Linked DNA regions of Hordeum vulgare: region 2 is linked to region 1. The links are chromatin contacts, called in public Hi-C maps. All regions are on one chromosome and are shown on one strand. Each heading gives the region's core, a stretch centred on a gene start, on an enhancer-like site or on the middle of the called end of the contact. The rest is flanking DNA. Distances are from core to core; before and after follow the strand shown. Region 1 has its middle 150 kb from the start of LOC123425632. Region 2 holds the start of LOC123425631 (protein TIME FOR COFFEE-like).

Region 1 (6,579 bases), core at 2,866-5,365:
GTAGGCACGATGGTGTGTTGAAGAAGGCTGAATTCCTTATGCTTGAAGCTTCCGCCAAGGTAGCGTGTTGAAAAAGGCTGGGTATCATGCCTCGAAAGTTTTCCTTCATGTGGCTTACTGCTGAAGGTCGGTACCTTATGCCAGAAGCTTTCCGCAGTAGCATGCTATGGAAGATGGGAGTGTTGCATCCCAGAAGCTTTTCCCATCAAGTGTCGCATGGAGGAAGATTGTCAGTCTGGTATCGTAAGCCCCTTCTGATGGCTTGCAGAGGAAGTCTAGGTTGCTTATTCTAGAAGACTTGGGTACGCAGTAGCGTCTATGGACGATTCTGGCTTCCTTCCGAAGTATCCGGAATTTTACGCATAGCAGAGCCAAAACTTGATATAGGTCATACCTTGACTAAAGATATTCCATTGGTCATGCTCATCGCTTGTCCTTCAATTGGTCTGATCATTGTTGTTGTAAAGTTTGTATGACTGATGCATGCCTCAGGTCGATAATTAATGTGGAATACCCTTTGTATTCAGACCTGGTGTTGCTGATATCAAATAGTTGATAGATAATCCCATTCTGTTCACTTGAGCTTCCAAGCATGTTAGGTGCTCCTTGATTCAGACAACCGTGAACTTATCCATATTCCCTGTGAACCTTGTTTACAGTGCCCAGAAAAATTTCTATTTGCATTGGTGAACTTCAAAATATGCTTTGAAATTTGGACCAATGTACCGGAGTTTGGTTATTACTTTTGCCTCATTCACATTCTGGAAATATGTTCTCGGTGGGTGATAAATGATTCTTGGGTTCACTGAGAAAACACTCAAGGTTCACTTCACTCACTGAAATAATCCATGTATTACGGACGAATAATTTGACCCTATTGATGTTCATTCTTGGTAGCTCATCTGCCTGTTCCTTAGGCATGATTTGTTCTGAGGCAAACTCTCGCGGGTATATTCTGGCCTTGTCTGTTGCACATATATTCTGCCTTTGACTCATTCTTCATTTCTGTCATATCCGGTGCAGCTATTCTGAATACCAGGCAGTTGGCTTGGCTTGACTCTTGTTGAATCTGGATTATTGGGTATTATCCAAGTTGTATGCTAATCTTCTTAGGCAACTCTTGCAGATGGATCCAGTCGGAGCAAAAAAACGAAATCGACGGAAGAAACAAGAACCGCAAAAAACCAAAAAGCCAATAAAGCTCAAGTGTTGTGGACCTTACGCACATGGCCAAGGATCCACTAGTATAACTATTATAGCAGACTCGATGTACCTCTAAGGATTGACAAGCGAAACCACACAATGCTCCTGGTAGCACTAGTGTCAAGCTCCTACTACTTCCTTAGGGAGCATCCTACTCGACGCATGACAATAGCCAAAGTGGCTTAGTCAACGATCCTAGGGTTATCGAGGAGAGATAGAATTTATAAGTGTTTCCCAAAGGAAACTAGAGTAAGTAGAGAAATGCCATGGTTAGCAAGCACGGTAAGGATATCTGGTTTACCTAGGGGTTTCAAGGCTCACGGGTCGTTGCCGGGTGCGAGCATTTCACACCGGAGGCAAGGGACACGAGAGTTGGGGTCTGATGGAGCCGAAAACATGTGGGGTTGCCTTAGGATCAATAGTAGTCGTGCGAGGTGGCAAAGATGGCTGAAATCCATCTGGGCCTTCTACTCAACACAAGACAGTGAAGTTTGGCTAGGGCAACCTATAGTCAGCCTGGCTGCTCTAATACCATTGCTTGTGGAGCCCCACCTGATTACCACTCTAGCCAGGGGGTCACCGCGCATACCAGCCCAGGAAATCACTCTGGCATGCGCGTTTACAACAAGTATCATGAACACATCCATTTATATTAATGGATATAAGAGTCTTACATGATATACTACAAGGGTGATGGTAGCAGAAAAGCTCTATCTAAGGCAGCATGGTCTTGGTGCGGCTCCAATCCATAGGGATCTGACTAGGTTACACTCCTAGCCTGCGAACGCTCTAGCTCCTTGACGACGGACGACGGATCCTTATGTGAACCTGGCCATGTTAAAGGCCGCTAAGTACTTTTGAATGTACTCACAACCAAAACAAACTAACATATACACTAAGCAATGCAATCCATGGCATTCAAGCATGCATTTGTAATTAGAGCAATATTAATCATCATGTCATAGCTTACCTATCTAGCAGGATTAAATATCATGATATAACAGGATTATCCAGCAAGATGACTACTAAAGTAAATACGATATGGTAAAGCATATTAAGTAAATAATTTATACTCCGAATGTTCTCCTGGTCCAATCTGAGTCTGATCCAAATCTAATCCGAATCATGTGGTCATGCGACTACTCATCTGATAGCCATCACATGGCTAACATATCATATTCCTGACATCGTCCGATGTCTATGCATCTGAGCCGAGTTATTCCATCATTATTATCACTGTTGCGGTTGACCACCTACTGAGGTTTCGACGGGTTGTCCAATACCGTGGACATGGCTATTCGAATAGATTTGACACTCTGCACAGGTTGCACACTTTACCCACATCATGGAGCATCTGACCTCGTGATCCCATTTGAGTGGACCAGCGTTGATCCAAAGAAACCTGCCAGACCCGTGACTCTCCCATCATACCACCGGCATTTATCCTCCCTCGGAGTCCTGCCCTGGGTGGCCCATGTGTCCTCATGACACCTGCCACCGTTGTGGCCAAACTAACCTGTCCCAAACGGGGACTCCCGGGTTAAACAATCAACTTGGCTCACAAGGTTATCGCCACCCACCGGGCAAGGTAGCCCGTGCGCATAACCTTCCATGTCTAGAGGTACCGGTGAAAGAGCACGTGATCAGACCAAGTCAAGGCCGTCCCATACTGGCAAATGTGGATGCACAGATAAGCCCGAACAGGTGACTCTAGATCAACCGATTATGTTTCACTTTAGCAGCATTTATCAAGAATCGTTATGTATCACGACAACTTGAGATGACAACTACTATGCATTAAAATAAATTACTTTCAATATTCACCTAGCAATTTATGCAAGTAATGTAAACAGTAAGTGCAATCAAACTGAAGTTTAACTATTCCTGTCACAGGCATAATTATTAATTAAACACACATGAATAACACAAAGCAATGATGTAGGTCATATATCAGATGGCCGGCTTGCATGGGGTCGAAGAATACTCCGGGAAGAAATGCGGAGAGTCCGCGGAAAGGATCGCCGGAAACTGTTCTCTCTCGGAGGGGGCTCAATCGAGCTATGGTCGCGAAGATACGAGCGTTCATTCATTAGGCTGTAAAATGGGCAAAACAGTGTCCACCACAGTTCCTAACGGGTGAATGCTCAATCTTCAGCACTTTTGACCAACGGCTAAGAAAGGAGAAGGCGCCTTTCCAGCGTTTACGCTTTCAGTAACCGAAAGTGTATTATCATCGAAACTGTGCCGAAGTATGCTTTTGAAGTCAGAAAGTGTAATTTAGAAATACGCTTCCACTAATCCCAGTCAACAGGCGGACTGGTCAATGCCGACTGGCTGACACGGGGGGGGCACGTGGCTCCTCTCTCTCTCTCCTCCCTGGCCATCGTTTTCCTCGCGACCAAAGGGAAGAGGCAGAGGGGGCCTTGGGTCGCGCCTTGGTCCTCGCCCTACTGCACTTACGGTCCGGCCGGCGAGCGGGATGGCTCGGTCGTGCTATGCCACAGCCGCTCGTGGCCTCGGGGTCGCCCGGGATGGCCGGTAGCACCATTGTCGCGGCTCAGGCGTCGGCGACAGAAGAGCTCCAACAGGGAACTGCGCCAGCAGGACCTCCCTGGCGGAATGGAGCGCAGCGGCGGCTTCGCTAGATCCTGGGGTCGACTTCCAAGATGAAGAGAGGGAGTGGGAGGGGCTATGGGGATGGATTTGGCTGCGGGATTGGTGGTGGGCTCACGACCATGGATGGGAGGAGGGGACTTCCCGATCTTGATTGGAGGAGGGGCTGGGCTTCCTCGTGAGGAGGGGAGCTCAGGGATGTGCTTATATAGCTGCAGGGAGGGCTTCTAGAGGACGACCGAAGCTCTGGGAATTCGGTGCTGTGGCGGCACTCGGGCGGAGCACCTCATGTCGGCACACTGATCCAGGGAGCTAGGGGACGAGGGGGAGAGGGTTCCAGAGGTCCCACGCACGCGGTGGGAAGCTCGTAGGCACGTCCAGACGAGCCAAAGCTCGCTCGAGACGAGCTCCCTAAGGATCCAGTGCATAGTGCATCGAATTGGCGTGCTCTGTGCATGGTCACCATGTGTCCACAGCATTGCCACGCCTCGCTCGCAACCAAACCGTGTCTGGGGTCTTCTCCTTGCTTTGCTGAGTTGACTAGAGAGGTTTTGGAGGGGAGTGGGGGCGAGAGATGACAGATGAGAGCTCACATGTGTGCTGGCATGAACGTGTTTGACAGGTTGCATGGCCACCACAGTGCTCACCTTGGACTGATCTTCGGCAAAGAGTGGTCACTCACTAGGGTCACCATTCTTACCAAAATTCAGCACCAATGGATTGCTCTAGATGGCACCTCCTTTGCAAACTTGCAAACTGGCCAGAAATGGAAATGAGAATGCTGGGGAAAATTGGAAAGATGAAAACAGCTGGAATTTGGTGGATACAAATGATTTGATGATAATAAGACTGTGTAAAAGTTTCATGCAATTTAGAAATACCAAAATGGTACTTGCTTCACAGAGCTTTCAAATGAACAGAAACTTAGCAAATTGCTGGGATAAAATGGATAGATAAATTGAGCTGGTTTTTGGAATCCATGGGTGATTTAGCAATGTCAACCACCATGAAAAATTGCAGCTTAAATAGATAAAGGAATAGAGCACTTCCTTTGCAACTTGCCCAACTGGACAGAATCTGCAAATTGATGTTGGGCTCAAAATTTGAACTATGAAACTTGGGTTCTTGGTGGAAATGGGGAATATGAGAAGCTCCACAATTTATTTGGGATTTTTCCTGGCTACCAAAATGGTAGTTCCTTTAGAAAGTGCCCAAAATGCAATATAGGCATTAAATAAGAAAATGCAATTAATCCTATCTAATTATGGCCTAATCTTAATATGATCACAAAGAATATCTCCACAACTTTTCATGAACTCTGTTGATGGATAGATATTTTCTTGGATTTAATTCCTTTAACTTGCAGAAAAAGGAATTAATTATAAATGAAAAATATTGCAAATGACTTGGCAATATTTTTGCATTTCGAGGGTTTAAAGATAAGGGATGATCAGTGAGAAAAGTTTGGGAGTCAACATGGCCAAGGGAATTGGGGTTCCTTTGTAAGTGGAAGGATTAGGGTTTCCCTTCCGGCAACTAGGAAGGTTGGGTTTTGGCAGCAAAACCTGAAGAAAAGATCTTGGGTGGCAAGGTTGGACTTGAGAGAATCTCTGGTTGGATAGGGAAGGCAAGGCTAGATGACCATCTTCACATACCCAAGAGCTAGAGATATCCGATAACACCGAGAAAAAGGACGAGAGTCAAATCCCGCAAAATAATAAAAACATGAGCGAAAATCAGGGTGTTACAAACCTACCCCCCTTAAGAAAATCTCGTCCTCAAGATTTCCAAGCTTACCTCCTCGTGAAGGGGGACTTACCTGTGTGCGACTTGGATCCATCAGTTGTCCTGTCTTCGTGGGTTCGCTGACCCTTTAACTGTCTCTTCGGAGGGGCCAGGTGTTGTCTCTGCACAAAGCTTTCTTGAATCCTTATCTTTCCTGTCAGATGTACCCTTTATTCTGATAGTGGTGTTGCAGGGTGGGGTAGCGGGTACTACCAACAAACATCTTAGTTTCCACGGCCTGAGAGTATCTCCTTCGGGATTTATTGTAATGCTTCGTACCCTAATTGTCATGCGTAATACATCCTTTCCTGGTACCAGGCTCACGTGCTCGTATGGCCTTGAGTGAATGGGAGTGGCTTTCTTTTGCCGTGTCATAATGTCAATTTGGTTGTGGGTTTCATTCTGATGTTTCCTTCTGGCTTATGCATCCTGACTTTGCCCTTAGGTGATCCATAAATCAAGGAATCAGCATGACCGAGCTATTGCTGCTATATCCTCAACTTAAATGTCATGCATGATCACAAAATAATCATAGACAGTAATCTCTTATTCCAATGATGTCATGATATCTACGAGCTCTTGATGTTGGTACGCTTTGAGCCATCCTATCTTGTTTCAAGCTCTACCGCTCGTAGAGATGGCTCTGTTTATATATATAGCCTTTGTAGTCCTTGCTGTGACCACCGAGCTAAGCATAGTATCGCTATCATCTGATGTATCTTTTGGAGCATAGCCTCTTTTCTGGGTTGATGGCCGATATTCATGATGAGTACGGAAACTCACTTGTAACCGCAAGGAGTGCATTGTTGTGGCCACATATGCAAGAGCTAGATGGCAGTTCTTTACCTGTCCTCGCAGTTGAGGGATATATTTTAGTTTTAGCGTCTTTCAGATTCTTCATAGCGATCAACAAATATAAATTCCAAGTGACTCAGAGAATAAAGCTATGCTCCCCGACAACGGCGCCACAAAAAGGTC
Region 2 (6,579 bases), core at 2,521-5,020, 150 kb after region 1:
CAAGTTGGAGTTTAACATGGATGAATCCAAATTAAAATGGGGGCTAATGTTGGGGATATACCCCATGGCGTAACCCGCCCACGGCATGACCCGACCTTCCAAATCCAACCAAATAACAAGACCTACATGAGACATGAGGCCCAAGGGGGGGCTCGTCTTGAAGGTCGGGTTACGCAATCACCTGGTGGGCTGACTCGTTGCGGAAGACATAAGAAGCTTTCCCTACTTGGATGAGAAGATGAGTAGGAATTAGACTAAGTCACGGGTTGCAGTACGACCCAGACTCTATTGTGATCTTAGGGCCTCAACCTATAAATAAAGGGGACCCCTGAGGTAGAAATGACAAGTTAGAAATCCTCGAGAGTTAGGTTAGAGATTTCGAACCCTTGTAATCGAGATCATCATCAATAAAGACAAAAAGGAGGACACAGGTTTTTACCTCCATCGGAGGGGCCGAACCTGGGTAAACTCTTGTCTCTCATTCCCGATCAACCCCATCCAAGCAACCACCTAGTTGTGATAGCTCCTAGACTTAGTCCTATCACGAGGATTTTCGTCGTGACAAAACCATGACATGTTCTTTCATTGTTACTTTGTTATACTCCCGCCAACCTGTGAAGGAAGTCATGAGTCTTGCTTCTATTTGCCAGTAAGGAAGGCCACACTTTGCTATTTTGGTCTTTTCCCTCAGAACCTATCCCTCTCCACTAATTTCGTGTAGCGGTTACTCCAAATCTCGTGCATGCCACATACATAGCTTCTATTATGGACAATGGGTGAAGGATCAAGGGCATGTGGATTGGCTTCTCGAGCATGGGCACATGGGCTAAGCGATAGTGCATGCACATGAAACGAGATACACATGCGCATGCACACGCACACTTATAGGAATGATTTTGAGCAAAAGCACCTACCACACGCACACGCTTTTCTCCATTCAAAATTGAGAAAATTGATGTGTTTTTCAATAGTGGTGGGAATAAATGCACTCATCCGGAGGAGTGTGTAGAATTAATTAATATCGTGTTAGATAAGATAAATCATTGCATGTAAACCACATTTGGGAGTTGCTAAATTCTCAACACCCCGAATACACCCCTCCATGTTTTCTCAGAACCGCTCTTTGGACATTTTATAAATCGTTGATCAATCATCATGAATGATAAGGCAAAGTCATGGCCATTCACTATCACTTTGTTATACTCCCTCTGATCTCCAAAGAAAGTCACGAGTCTTGCTTCTTATCTTCCACCAAGGAAGGGCACACTATTGCTATTTTGGTATTTCCCTCCAAACATAACTCTCTTCGCAAATCACATGTAGCGGTTATTCCAAACCTCATGCATGCGACATAGATAGCTTCTAATGCGACCAATGGGTGAAGCATCATGGGCACGTGGATTGGCTTTCCGAACGCGGCCACACGAGCTAAGTGACGACGCATGCGTGGGAAACAAGATGCATAAGGGCATGCACACACACCTAGGGGGGACAACACCCCCCCACGCGCACACATTTTTCTCAATTCACAATTTAGAAATTGGTGCACTTTTTCAAGAGCGATGAGAGTACATGCACACATTAGGAGGAGCGTTTAGAATTAATAATCTTGTATTTGATATGATAATCTCTACTCGGAGACCGCCATTCGCAGTTGCTAATTTGGCAACAACTAGAATACACCTCTTTGTGTATTTCTTGGAACTCCTTCTTTGGAGATTATATAAAGTTTTGACCAATCACCATGAATGGAAGGCACGGTCATGGCCGTTCATTATCACTTTGGCATGCTCCCTCTGATCTCAAAAGGAAGTCGAGAGTCTCGCTTCCCGTCCCCGACTAACGAAGGGCACATAGTGCTATTTCAGCAAATTTGCCGGATCTAACCCTCTCCCATCGTCCTTTCCAAAAATCACTCATAGCAGTTATTTCAAATCTCACAAATGCAATAAGCATAGGTGTGAAGTTGGCCAACGGGCGAAGCTTCAAGGACACATGGTCTTCCCAAACTATGGGCATGCGGGGTGAGCAACAACGCACACAAACACACAAAAAGGGCACACATGTGCATGTCGTGTGTGTTTGTCGATGTGCGAGGGAGGGGAGGAGGAGGGAACACCCACGTTTTATTGAGTTAATCGAGATGCCAAGGAAAAATGTTCTTGATGCCCTTCTTTGAGGAAGCGTGTGCTTGTTGTTGTCCATTGCATTCAAAGTTTACTATCCATATGTCCTTTCCCTTTTCATGAATCAAAATCTTGTGTCCTTGCTAACCACGTCAAATTAAACACCACATGTACCTTCTACATACACTCAGTGACATAAGCAAAAAGAAGCCTACAACGGACGCGGAGTTTCTATAACTAGGCACAAATGTTCAAAATAAAATAATAAATTTAAAGAAATGATATATTTTGGAAATACTTGTTGTGCATTCAAAATTTCATCATGAAATCATATTTGTAAAGTCATGATAAAAAAACAAAATCGATCCTCTAACTTTGTTTTCCAAAAATACACCCAAATTGAGTTTTTTAAAAAAAAAAAGTGATTCGCAGGCATATTTTCATTGATAGCCACCTACTGAAAATATGCCTTGAATTACTCTTTATTTCTTTTCAAAATTCAATTTGGGTGTACAATGCTGGAAAGAAGGCGCACGTGGCTCGTTTAAAAAACTTGCAATTTAAAGCGAGCAGCAGTACGTCGCCATGCATATATGCACCCGATGCCGGTGGCGTCTGGATCCAGAACACGACGCCCCGCACCGCACCACACCACACCACAGCGAAAACATTTAAATTTAAATTTACCGGCCTTCAATGCTCCAAAGTTAGTGTAAGTAAAACCGCGCCAATCCGCGTATACAATGACATCTTCCGGATCTCCTCCGTGGTAATGATATTAAACTACTGGGTGTTTTCAAGGAATATCTTACTAATAATTCATCAGAGTAGAAGTAGGCCAGTGGTGCGGTGAAGGTTGGTGGCCGGCGGGCCCCGCCGACGTCACCCCCTCCGCCACGTCGGAGCCCACGAGCAGAACGTTAGGAAAGAGAAAAAGAAAAAGGAAAGAAAAGCGGATGAGACGGGAGATGCCCGGGCCCGCGCGTGGGCCCCGCCCGCCTCCACTGCCGCTGCTGCTGCCTGGAGACTTTCCTCGTGCCCTTTTAACCCACCCGTAGCAACCAACCGGTGCGCGCAGGCGCCACGTCAGCCCGGTTAAACCGCACCGCACTGTCCAGATCAGGCGGCCCATCCGTCCACGCGGACCCCGCGCGCGGTGGTCCCGTGCCAAAGCCGATGGCGTAGCGCCATTTCATCTTTATGTACTCGTATTGTATTATTCTTGCTTTATTTTGCGTGGAGTGTTGAGTTTTTACAAGAGGATAAAAAGATTTGTTAGGGAAGCGAACAAACGGGCGTGCCGCCATCCATCAACCACCCACCTCCCGTTGCCGGTGGGTTTCACCCCGCTCGGCTGCCCCGCCACGTGTCGGTCATCGGGCCATGCTTGTGGCGTAAGGAAGCGTCCACGAGATTTTATCGCGTGTTGGGTGGTAGGCGGTGGGGGCGGCCACGGTGGCAGGCGCGCGGGGGTCGGGGCCGTCGGATGCGTCGGGCGGATCCTGGCCGTCGGATGCGGGGATGGGCAGCGACAAAAAGAGGATGAGGCCTAGAAAGCGAGCCACAAGGGGAGGGGAGGAGGCCACACCAGAGAAGCAGCAGCCATTCCAGCCGAGGGAGAGAAGAGAGGAGAGCACTCTCTAGGAGGAGCAGCACCACCACCGATACAGAGAGAGAGAGAGAGAGAGGAGAGATACTTGTGAGCACGAGGGGAAGGAGAAGGAGGGCGGGCTCTCTCGCTCTGCCCGTGGGGATTTGTTGAGGCGGTTGGTGCGCGGATCTGCGCGGCGGCGGTCTGCCGGGACGCCGGCGGCGACTAGGAGGGAGGGAGATCGGAGGCGCATGCCTCAGATCTGACATGGAGCGGATCCGGGAAGGCAGGAGGGCCGCCGTGTCCATGTCCGGCGGGGCGCCTCCGCCGCGGCGGCGGCTCAGGAGCAACGGCGGCGGCGTCTCCGGCGGCGCGGGGCCGAGGGACTCGCCTCGGTCCGACAGGAGGCGGGGGGATCGCCTCATGCTCAACGGCAACGGCCGCGACGACGGCGACGACACATCCGACGACAGCCTCGGCGACGACGATGACGACGCCGACGAGGACCTCGGACCGGCCTCCGCGCCCAGGTACCCGCCGGTGCAGCGCCGCTCGCCCAGCACGGCGCCTCCGCCGTCCCCGCCTCAGCCGAGCGGCGCCGGCCACCACCACAGCAGCAGCAGCAGCGGCGGCGGCGGCGGTTACAACAACCACCACCACCACGGCCAGCAGCAGATGCACCGGAAGGGGGGCTCCAATCCGAAGAGCCCCATAGTATGGAAGGCCGCCGACGAAATGATCGGTGTTCCAGTCCCCAGGAAGGCGCGCTCAGGTACGCACCACAACCACAAAGCACGCAATTTTCCGCCCTTGTTGCCGCTTCTTCCTGTTTCTTATCTCCTCTTCTTCCCTAATCTCACCGTTGTTCCTCGTGTTTTCCGCAGCTTCCACCAAGAGGTCTTCGCACGAGTGGACAGGCCCCGGCGGTGGAACCGGCGGCGCCGGCGCTGTAGAAGCCTCGCAGATCCAGCGTCCTTCACGGCCGATCTCGCCGGCTTCCACATCGACCACCGCCCCTGTTAGGAAAAAGCTGGTGCGTTTTTTTCAGGCCGACAGAATCCATCTCCCCTCATGATTCCTTAACTCTAGCACTTACTGATTTCTCTCCCTCTCCGATGTCTCACAGAAAACGATTGGTGGCGGTGGGAGCAGCGGCGGCGGTTCTGGACCTGCACCGAAGCAGCGGCCGTCGCCGGCCTCAGCTCCTTCGGCAGCGCCGCCTCAGCCATCACAACCAAAGATTTCCAAGTCGCCGTCCTTCATCCAGGAGGAGATCGAGGTCGCCGAGGTGCTATTTGGCCTGACGCGGCAGTTCCCCTGCCCTCCCAAGCAGGAGAACATGAATCACAAGCCGGAGCCAAAGGACGCGCCGGAGGCCAAGTCTGGGAACTCTTCGCCGGCTCCGTCGTCATCTGGCGTCCGGCCGGCAGATTCAGCCTCTCTCACCACTACAGGTAGCAGCTCGTCAATTTTAATCTTGTAACGATTTTTTGTTGCTAATTTTGGTTTTGTGGGTCTAATAAACTTCCTCACTGCTTTTCCCAGCCCCAAAGAGGAAGCGGCCACGGCTGGTCAAGTACGACAACGAGAACCGCCCGCCGAGCCCAGCAAAGCCGGACACGGCAGAGCCGCCCTCAAGGCAGGAAGTGCTTCCGGTGCCAAGATCAGATGCGAAGCCGTCGGTGTCGGCTGTGGCCGAAAGTGGCGCCAGCACCACCGCCGCTGCCTCCGCCACGGCTGGCGCGCAGCAGGAGGCTACCCGGGAGCAGCCAGAGAAGAGGGAGGACCACAGAGGAAGAGATCCAGAGCTCCGGGCCAGCGAATCAGATCGACGGGATCACGGGCCCGAGAGCCGGGCCGAGCCGCCGGCGCCACCAGTCAAGCCCGACGGCGAGGCTGCTGCTGCGCCGGTCGGCTCTGAGGCCAGGAATGGGGAGGCCATCACGGCGACAAAGAGGTGGGCCATTTGGATTTTTTTATTATTATTGGTGTTGTGATAGCCATTATTGCCTTTGGATTGTGCCGATCTGATTAGTATATTCACAATTTCGTGTGAATTGTTTTATTTTTTTATCAGTGAGCTGGCATCTGATGGCGCTCGTCAAGAAAAGTTTTGCATTGATCTCATGGTGGGTATATGCTTCTCGTGTGTGTGTGTGTGTGTGTGTGTGTGTGCGTGTGTGGTTGAATTGGTCTTGCGGAATTTGTTGGGCAAAGATTGAAAACGACAATTTTTTGCCGCAACTGTTGATTGCCTTTTTTGTTTTCTTTTCAGCCTTTTTTTTTATCTCACCTTTTTTCTCTCTGCCTCTGTGCTTGTTCCAGGCTCCCCCTCCTGGGAAGCTATCTCCTGATAGAGATGGCTCTTCCGACCCTGATGCGGATAAGAAGGGATTGGATTCTGAGATGGACGTGGTAGGTGCCTGCCTGCATGCTTCAATTTCCCCAATTCTGCAGATTGATCTCCTCAGCCTGGAGCATGCTTCAATTTCCCCAATTCTGCAGATTGATCTCCTCAGCCTGGAGCATTGTGTGTTCGATCCTGATCTATCCTTTTGCTGCTCATCTTTTGCTCCGATTTTAGGCTGGGAGAGGAAATTCTGAAAAGAAAGATGACGAGAGGTCCCGGAGAGGCCTAGAGATCAATCTGGAGGACGACAAGGCGCAGAGGATTCCGGCGGAGGAGCTTGCTCCAAAGAAGCTCACGCTGCAGCTGGATTTGGAGAAGCCCAGCCAAGGCGACGAGAAGTCGCCATCTGAGCGAAGGCAGCCGCCATTGCCGCCGACGCAGCAACAGCAGCAGCAGCACAAGCCCTCAAAGTCCGAGGTCAAGCATGAGAAATCACGTAAGAATTTTGCTTG

The links. Hi-C and Micro-C count contacts between places; a contact is called where the count stands out from the background.
Region 2: a Hi-C map of leaf shows a contact between it and region 1, with 2.3 times the contacts expected there. The contact joins the promoter of LOC123425631 here to the enhancer-like site in region 1. A contact is called at or near these places in 1 of 6 Hi-C or Micro-C datasets (leaf) and 1 of 1 datasets of contacts at active chromatin or transcription factors (embryo).

Annotation. Positions count from the first base shown.
Region 1 is chr2H:153,114,571-153,121,149 of MorexV3_pseudomolecules_assembly, forward strand. No RefSeq gene overlaps it. Among protein-coding and RNA genes, the nearest start is that of LOC123425632, 150 kb to the right of the region's middle. Within about 2 kb of position 4,116, at least 2 of the 3 cell types and tissues checked have open chromatin away from gene starts, as enhancers often do. A contact at or near this core is called in leaf, where this site is marked.
Region 2 is chr2H:153,260,335-153,266,913 of MorexV3_pseudomolecules_assembly, forward strand. LOC123425631 (protein TIME FOR COFFEE-like) reads left to right here and starts at 3,771. Exons shown (of 12, transcript XM_045109329.1): 1 at 3,771-4,489; 2 at 4,602-4,750; 3 at 4,844-5,171; 4 at 5,263-5,674; 5 at 5,795-5,846; 6 at 6,043-6,132; 7 at 6,302-6,563. The coding sequence starts at 3,985. LOC123425632 (a long non-coding RNA gene) reads right to left here and starts at 3,598. Exons shown (of 5, transcript XR_006621867.1): 1 at 1-3,598.